Regions from separate parts of the Zea mays genome. Here region 1 is linked to region 2. A link is a contact called in public Hi-C data. All regions are on one chromosome and are shown on one strand. Each heading gives the region's core, a stretch centred on a gene start, on an enhancer-like site or on the middle of the called end of the contact. The rest is flanking DNA. Distances are from core to core; before and after follow the strand shown. Region 1 holds the start of LOC114108589. Region 2 holds the start of LOC606399 (kinesin-related protein 1).

Region 1 (3,393 bases), core at 423-2,922, 270 kb before region 2:
CGCAGAGGAGTCGCTCCTGCGCCGCCATCCACGCGGGGTAGCCGTCCTGCAGGCCGCCGATCAAATAATGCGGCGGGAAGGAAATCTCCCAGGTTAATCATCGGATCACGCATGCAGTCCTGTCTTTTTCATGAAAAGGCGACGAAGCAGATCGCGGTAGATTTGCTCTATATATATATATTCTAAATGGTAACAGTCCTGGCCCCGCCCATAATTAAAATATTAAGGGGCCGTTTGGGACGGCTCCCCCACAGCTCCGGCTCTGGCTCCCGGATGGAGCTCTCCCAAACGTGTCGACGAAAATGGCTCTCAACCGAGAGCAGGAGCTAAAACTGACCAAGGAGCCGGAGCCTCTAATTTGTGGCTCCCTACCCGCTCCCACAAGAACTGCAGACAACAGAGAGCACTGCAGTGATTTTAGGTAATCAAATGATGAGCACAGCATACACAAGGAGCCGTTTTTTACCAAACGATTTGCAAAAAGCATCTGCTCCTGCAAAGGAGCTACTCTTTTGGAGGAGTTGGAGCCGGAGCCGTTTCCAGAGGAGCCAGAGCCCTTCCAAACGAGCCCTAAATGATGTTGTTCCTGGAGATATTATATGGCCGGCCATCACACAGCCTGGACGACCACCCGGGAACACAGCTCGCCCATAATGGATGGCTACTGGTTGGATTGAAAGCAGCGCACTAATGCCGACGCCGACGTGCTCGGGAGTCGGGATATGCTATGGGTGCGCTCAGGCCCGCTCGGCTCAGGAACGGTCGAACGGAAACGCGCACTGCGGCACCAACCTGATACGACGCGTCTGCTGCGGAGACGCCGATGTCAGTCGCGGCGGCGGCGGCCGCCTCGTCCACCAGGAAGTCCTCGACGTGCCACCCGGGCAGCGTCTTGGTGAGGTACTCGGAGATGCTGCTGCTGTCGCTCCCGTGGCTGGTGGCGGGCGCCGACGACGGAAGAGGAGGAGGATGTGCGGCTGCGTCGCCGGCGCTGCAGCAGAAGCTGCCGCTGCTGTTCTCGTCGTCCTCCTCCTCCTCATCCTCCGGCGCCGGGCACGCGGCGGCGGGCTCGGCGGAGAGGCGGACGCCCGTGAGCAGGAACCGGGCGTGGCGCATGGTCAGGTCGCTGGCCGTGTGCACCGACACGTCGCAGTCGCGGCACAGGATGGCGCGGTCCTCCTTGCAGAACAGGAGCCCCCGCTTGTCCTGCATGCATATCGATCAGAGGCAGGCAGGGCACACCTCGCAGGCTGAACAATCGGAAAGAACCCCGTCCGAAGAGATTTATTTTGCACGGGGATCGGGGGATGGATGATCGAGTGAACCTGGCAGATGTCGCAGAGCGGCGGCGGCGGCGGTGGCGCCGGGCTGAGCAGCGAGAAGCGGCGGTGCTTGCCGGCGAGCTTGTTGGCGCGGTGCACGCGGCGGTCGCACGCGTCGCACAGCGCCGCCTCGTCGGCGCAGCAGAACACCTCGGCCGCCTCGGCCGCGCACACGTCGCACTGCACCTTCATCTCGGCCACTCCACTCTGCTTTTCCCTCAAGCGATGATCGCGCGCGCTCTGGCGGCTCAGCTCAGGGCTTGAGCTCCGGGCAATCGTATGGATGAAAGCGAGTCGGAGCTAGCCGCGCGGAGGATGGTAATGGTATGCTACTTACTAGTCCTAGCTAGACCGGACGGGCTTAGTAGTGCGGAGACATATGTGTGTGGGGGCTATGGCACTTTTATATGCCGCGACGAGATGGCACGAGGCGACTTGTGGGTTAAGCTTAAGCAGAAGCGATTAGGTGCCGTCGCTTCGCTTGTAATAAAGGGACGAGGATCCGCACTGAAAGCCAGGTCAAGACGACGACGGAGAAGGCAGGAAGGAGGAGGCTTTCCTGTGCATGTCATCAGCATCTGCATCTGCCTGGGGACTGTGCTGTGCCGACCTGACGTGTGTTAGGTCCGGTGTTTACGTCCGGCGGCCGGGCCATGCATCTCAGACTCAGAGACGGACCTCCTTGTCCGTGTCGACCATCTCTTCTGTGTGCCCCCCCGGTTTGACCTCATTTCGTGACGGTTCCGGCGGTACGGACGCGGACTTTTGAAGAGCGCGGCGCGGTAGTGTCAAATTACTCCGACGGAGGAGAAGAGAGGAGAGGAAAGGAAACACCGTCGTCTGCGGCGGCCGGCGGGCGGTAGCGTCACGCCGCCTATTTCTTCTTCATGGTTCTGCTGTTGACCACCGGGATTCTGACGTGTCTATCTATCGTTCTATTATTATGTTACTAGTATTCGTGTGTGTGTATACATATAAATATATAGGAGTCGGGAATCGTATAGTAGGCTACTAGCTAGCTACCGTGTAAGTGAGATCCTGGCGATCCGGAACAGGGTTATGGCTTGGTCAATGGAAGCGCACCGTGTATTCACCTTTTAGATTAACAGTAAATCGCTCAATTTGACTTGTAAGAATTTGGTAGCACGGTAAAAAAAAACACAGAACAATGGGCAGATTCCTCGGTGCCTTCTGGATTTATGCTTATCTTTTCTTCCTCTCGTGGTGGACTGGACTTGATGGGCATGAAATGGGATGGGCGGGTCATGGTCGAAGGGAGGGCGCAGGCATGGATGGATGGGCGCTATGAGCTTTGGATCATAAAAGGCAGCAGCTAAGCTAGCCTCTCCCTTCTCTCTTATCCTGTCGCTCTCCCGCCCACTTGCACTTTATGATCCAAAGCTCATAGCGACTCTTAGAAGCGCAGCTAGCTACAGGCTACAGCCTACTGTGGAGCACCCGGAAATCCGAAGTTGAGTGCTCCATCCAGGAGCAAGCGGCCAACGGCAGAAAGCAACGCAATTCGCGGCTTGTTGCAGTATACAACCACAACTAGATAAGGACTAGTCCTTTTTTCTGGAAAAAAACACATGACATTTTCAAAGAGAGATTGAGAGAGAGAGAGATAACATACCTTTTTTTAATGGTAAGCTTTAGTCTTTGATTGAAACGAACATGACCGAGGACATCCCACGTTCCCAATTTTTTTGTTTTTTAGCCCCTTTTTTGACACAAATTTACTTTTGGACCCCCAGAAATTATATTTGCACGTTTGGACCCTATGCTCGGCGCCATGGGTTGTGGCGCCATAGGTTGTGGCGCCGAGCTGTGACGTGGCAGCAACTGCTGGAGCTGACCTGACACCGACGTGGGCGACGCGGCCTCGTAGCTCAGCGCCACAGATCTTGGCGCCGAGCTACGTATGCCTATAAAAACGCCCGCGCGGCTGGCCGAGAGCAGCGCATTTTATCTCATGTCCAAACTTCGTCAAAAATTGCTGGATTCAAAGATTTGAGTTGGTTCACTTCGTAGACCAAGGTATGGTGCCCAACTTGATTCGTTTTGTATATTG
Region 2 (3,725 bases), core at 1,165-3,664:
TCTGCACAGGGGCGGACGGTCCGCGTGCAGGGTCCGGACGGTCCGCGGCCTGGTGCGAGGCTAGGGTTCCTGCCTGACGGCCGGGCGGTCCGCGCCCTGGGGCCGGACGGTCCGCGCGTGCGCAGGGGCGGCGGAAGATCGCCGGCAGCGCCTAGATCCCGCTCCCGGGAGAGACCCCGTCGGGAAGGAGAGATCCTATGAGTTGTCTAGGCTCGGGCAGGCCGACCTAGACTCCTCTAATCGACATAGAGTCGAAGAGAAGCGGAGAATTTGGGGATCGGAAGGCTAAACTAGAACTAGAATAGAACTACTCCTAGGAAATAAATGTGAAATAGAAGTGTTTTTTATTCGATTGATGATTACAAATCGGCCGTATACCTCTCTATTTATAGAGGAGGGGGCTGGACCCTTTACAAACTAATTTCCGAGCTTATCTCGAGATTCTCGCCAACAAACATAGCAAGAAACTCAAAACCCTAATCTGTTATGCGTCTGTGCGGACCGTCCGGTCCACAGGCGCGAACTGTTCGGACCGCGGACCGTCCGGCCCCAGGGCCGGACCGTCCGGCCTCATTTTGGTGCCCAACACCTGGTCCCTCTGCGTACAACAGAACCCACCTGACAAGATGAGCACTCATAAGAGTAGCCAAAAGCATATCCAAGAAAGAAAGAAAAATGAAAATCAAACGACACAACAACAGGGATATGACGAATGGGATATTATTTAATTACATGCTCATAGCTACGTTGAGAAAAAAATATTTAGAGCCCCCTCACTGCTTGGTATGTGCCCTGTTTTTATTCCACAACATAGTTTATATGTTTGGGAACAATCATTAATAGAAAAGTAGGAAAAGGAGAACAAAACATGACAGTAACAAAAGAAAAGGTATGAAATGTGTTTGATTTAGGTAAACTGATTCTCTCTCACACTTGGTGATGCCAAGTCATAAACTCAATATAAAACCATAAATAAACAATATCATGAGACGAAGACAAATGAGTTTTATCCATTTTAATCTACTATACCAAGTACCAAATAAATCTTGTTGTATCAAATTAATCCATCAGTTCTGCAGTCAAATGTAGTACTATGAAAGCCTAGATAAACATAACTTAAGGAATCAAGCTAATTCAACATCTAATGAAGATGAAGGAAAATGTAATACAATTTCAACATTGGACTCACTCAACATATACTAAATGTAGAATTTCAAAACCAAGAAAACAAAAGGCATATATACTAAGATAATTCAGAAACAGATTTCTCTAGGGATCCATAAAAACAAAGAAAAAGAATTCAGAATGGAAGAGATATCCCCTAATTGTACAAGTGTTATATCTGACCATGGAAATAATCATAGATTGATTGTTCCGTTTCCAAATTCTGGCCGCAGTCATGGTAGAATTGTAAGTGGAGGATCTTTCGAGGACCCATTTGTTACTGGTGGTAGAGCTTTGTGTCCTGTGGTTGCAGATAGACATGAATAGACTGATCCCAGAGTGAAAATGAAGACTAAATTCTAGCCTCATTTAACTTCTGATGTTAATGCAGAATCTTGGCATAGCAATGATATTAAAGGAATATCTGGTTCAGAGGAAGGTGACAATCACCATGTTTGTGGCGGCGCAGCCCTTCTCCTCCTCGACCTTGAGGAGCACCTTGACCTAGTCGTGTATGAGCGTCTCCCCAAGCTAGGCGTGCGGTGTGGGGACTTGCGGCGGGTCTTGGCGGTGTTGGAGGCTGGGTGGTGTCAGTGGCGTGGAGGACGCATGCGCGCGAAACCGACAATGGGATGTGGGAGTCGTTGGTGATGTTGTGTAGTGTTAGGCCTGCGGCGACGCAGCCCTGCTCCTCCTCGACCTTGTGGAGGAGCGCCTGCCCGTAGCCGAGCGTACCGTGTATGACGACGCGAGGGTGAGTCTCCCCAGCGGCGGCGTTCTTGGCACAGAAGAGGAGGGTGACAGAGTCCAGGTGTCAGGCGCGGCAGAGGCGCTCTTCTCTGCGCCTGGGTGTTGGCTATTGGAGACAGTGACTTTGTGCAACGCAGGCGGCGGACGGGTAGGGAACCAGAGCTAGGGTTTACGAGACAACGAGGCAGATGTTGTGATGGGGATGGACTACGAAACAGACACCCGGGGATACAGCTCCGCGTCGCTTACAGTAATGCGGGTTGGTTGAACTAAAGTTGAGGGAGTTTTTTGAAAAATTTGACGTACAGTCAAAACATATGCTTTAATATAAAAGAGAATAGAGATAAGACAGGGACACACTCAATTTACAAATGTGAGGGCTCTTGAAACAAGCAAGGACGATCCAAAAAAAAAAACAGCCACCGAACGCGGAATGGCTAAAACAATTTATTACTCGTCCACATGCGAAGCCGAAGGTAACACTATCGCAACGGTCTGCTGGGGCTGGTGGCAAAACAAAAGGAACAAAAGAAAAGAGAAAAAGAATCGGCACCGTCTCCTGCACTCCAGAGTCATCAGAAGACCCTCCCCAAGTCACCGAACAAGATCGTCGTGGGCAGCACTCGCCACTCGCTCTCGCAGGCGGTGAGGCGGCGCTATCAGAGCGGACTTCGCCCTCCCCCCACCCCCACCCCCACGTCCCCCTACAGGTAGCCCTGCAACCATGGCCGCGGCGGCCGGGCTCAGCCGCCGGTGCACCGTCCGCTGACAAGTCGACCTTTCTCCTACGACAGCAACCGTCTTCGTCCGGTCCTGGTAATCGCCTACCCCTGCCCCTTTGCTGGCACGCTGCTAGTGCTTGAGCGTCTCTGGTTTACCGGAGAGAGGTCGACATGTTTCCTGGTGCTTACTGATGTGGTCCTGGTGGCCATATTGGTTGTTAGGTTTGGGGATTTGGTTTGGCTTTGCACGACACAGATCTGTTAACTAGGAATTCCCGGGTAGGCGGATGGTTACGAGCATTGCAATTTGCAGTGACCAGCTGTGGGCTCCGGGTGGTGATAGATTTGGACTAATCGGTTGTTCTCCAGTAGTATCGACGTGCTAACCACTGCCCTAATTACGTTTGTAATTGATTGTCCACTGGAGTTCATGCCTTGCCTTCTCCTCCACCACCTGCTGCCTGCTCCCTGCACAGCCTTGCCCTGCACTCAAACTCAAGGAGACAGGACTGATTCGTGCGTTTCAGCTGTCTAGCTTCTCTGGTCGCTCTTCGTCTGGGTTTTATATGCTTTGCTTGCTACTTGTGTCTTATGATGTCGTGATTTTGGCAGGCTGTTTAAAAGGAGAGGAAAGGCAGGAGGAGGGGAGGAGTTAGTGTTAAGCCAATGGGGGCTATTGGAGGCAATGAGTCGGTGCAGTGGGATAAAGTGGCTGGAGCTGATGCTGTTAATGGCGGCGGAACAAGTGTGGGCAGGATGGACAGGATACAGGTGCTGGTCAGGCTGAGGCCACTGAGCGAGAAGGAGGTTGCGAGGGGAGAGCCTGCAGAATGGGAGTGCATCAATGACACCACTGTCATGTTCCGGAGCACGTTCCCTGATCGACCCACCGCTCCGACGGCATACACATTTGGTCTGTGCATCTTTCCCTCCTCTTTTGATGTTAGACATCCTTATTTTGTGCTTCTGTATGCTTAACTAGTCTGAACCATATTTCAGGAATTTTTCAGTCCCTTTTACTGTAACCCAGTTGTAGGAACAACACCCAAAGCCTAAGGCCCTGTTCCAATCTCGCGAGATAAACTTTAG

The links. A called contact is a pair of places that touch in the nucleus more often than the background predicts.
Region 1: a contact with region 2 is called in a Hi-C map of tassel, with 2.7 times the contacts expected there. The contact joins the promoter of LOC114108589 here to the promoter of LOC606399 in region 2. A contact is called at or near these places in 9 of 25 Hi-C or Micro-C datasets (bundle sheath, ear, endosperm and 3 more).

What each region holds. Positions count from the first base shown.
Region 1 is chr4:154,778,278-154,781,670 of Zm-B73-REFERENCE-NAM-5.0, reverse strand. It overlaps LOC114108589, which reads right to left and starts at 1,672. Exons shown (of 3, transcript NM_001368233.1): 1 at 1,326-1,672; 2 at 793-1,206; 3 at 1-46. The coding sequence starts at 1,514.
Region 2 is chr4:154,512,841-154,516,565 of Zm-B73-REFERENCE-NAM-5.0, reverse strand. LOC606399 (kinesin-related protein 1) reads left to right here and starts at 2,414. Exons shown (of 13, transcript NM_001308496.1): 1 at 2,414-2,730; 2 at 3,249-3,549. The coding sequence starts at 3,303.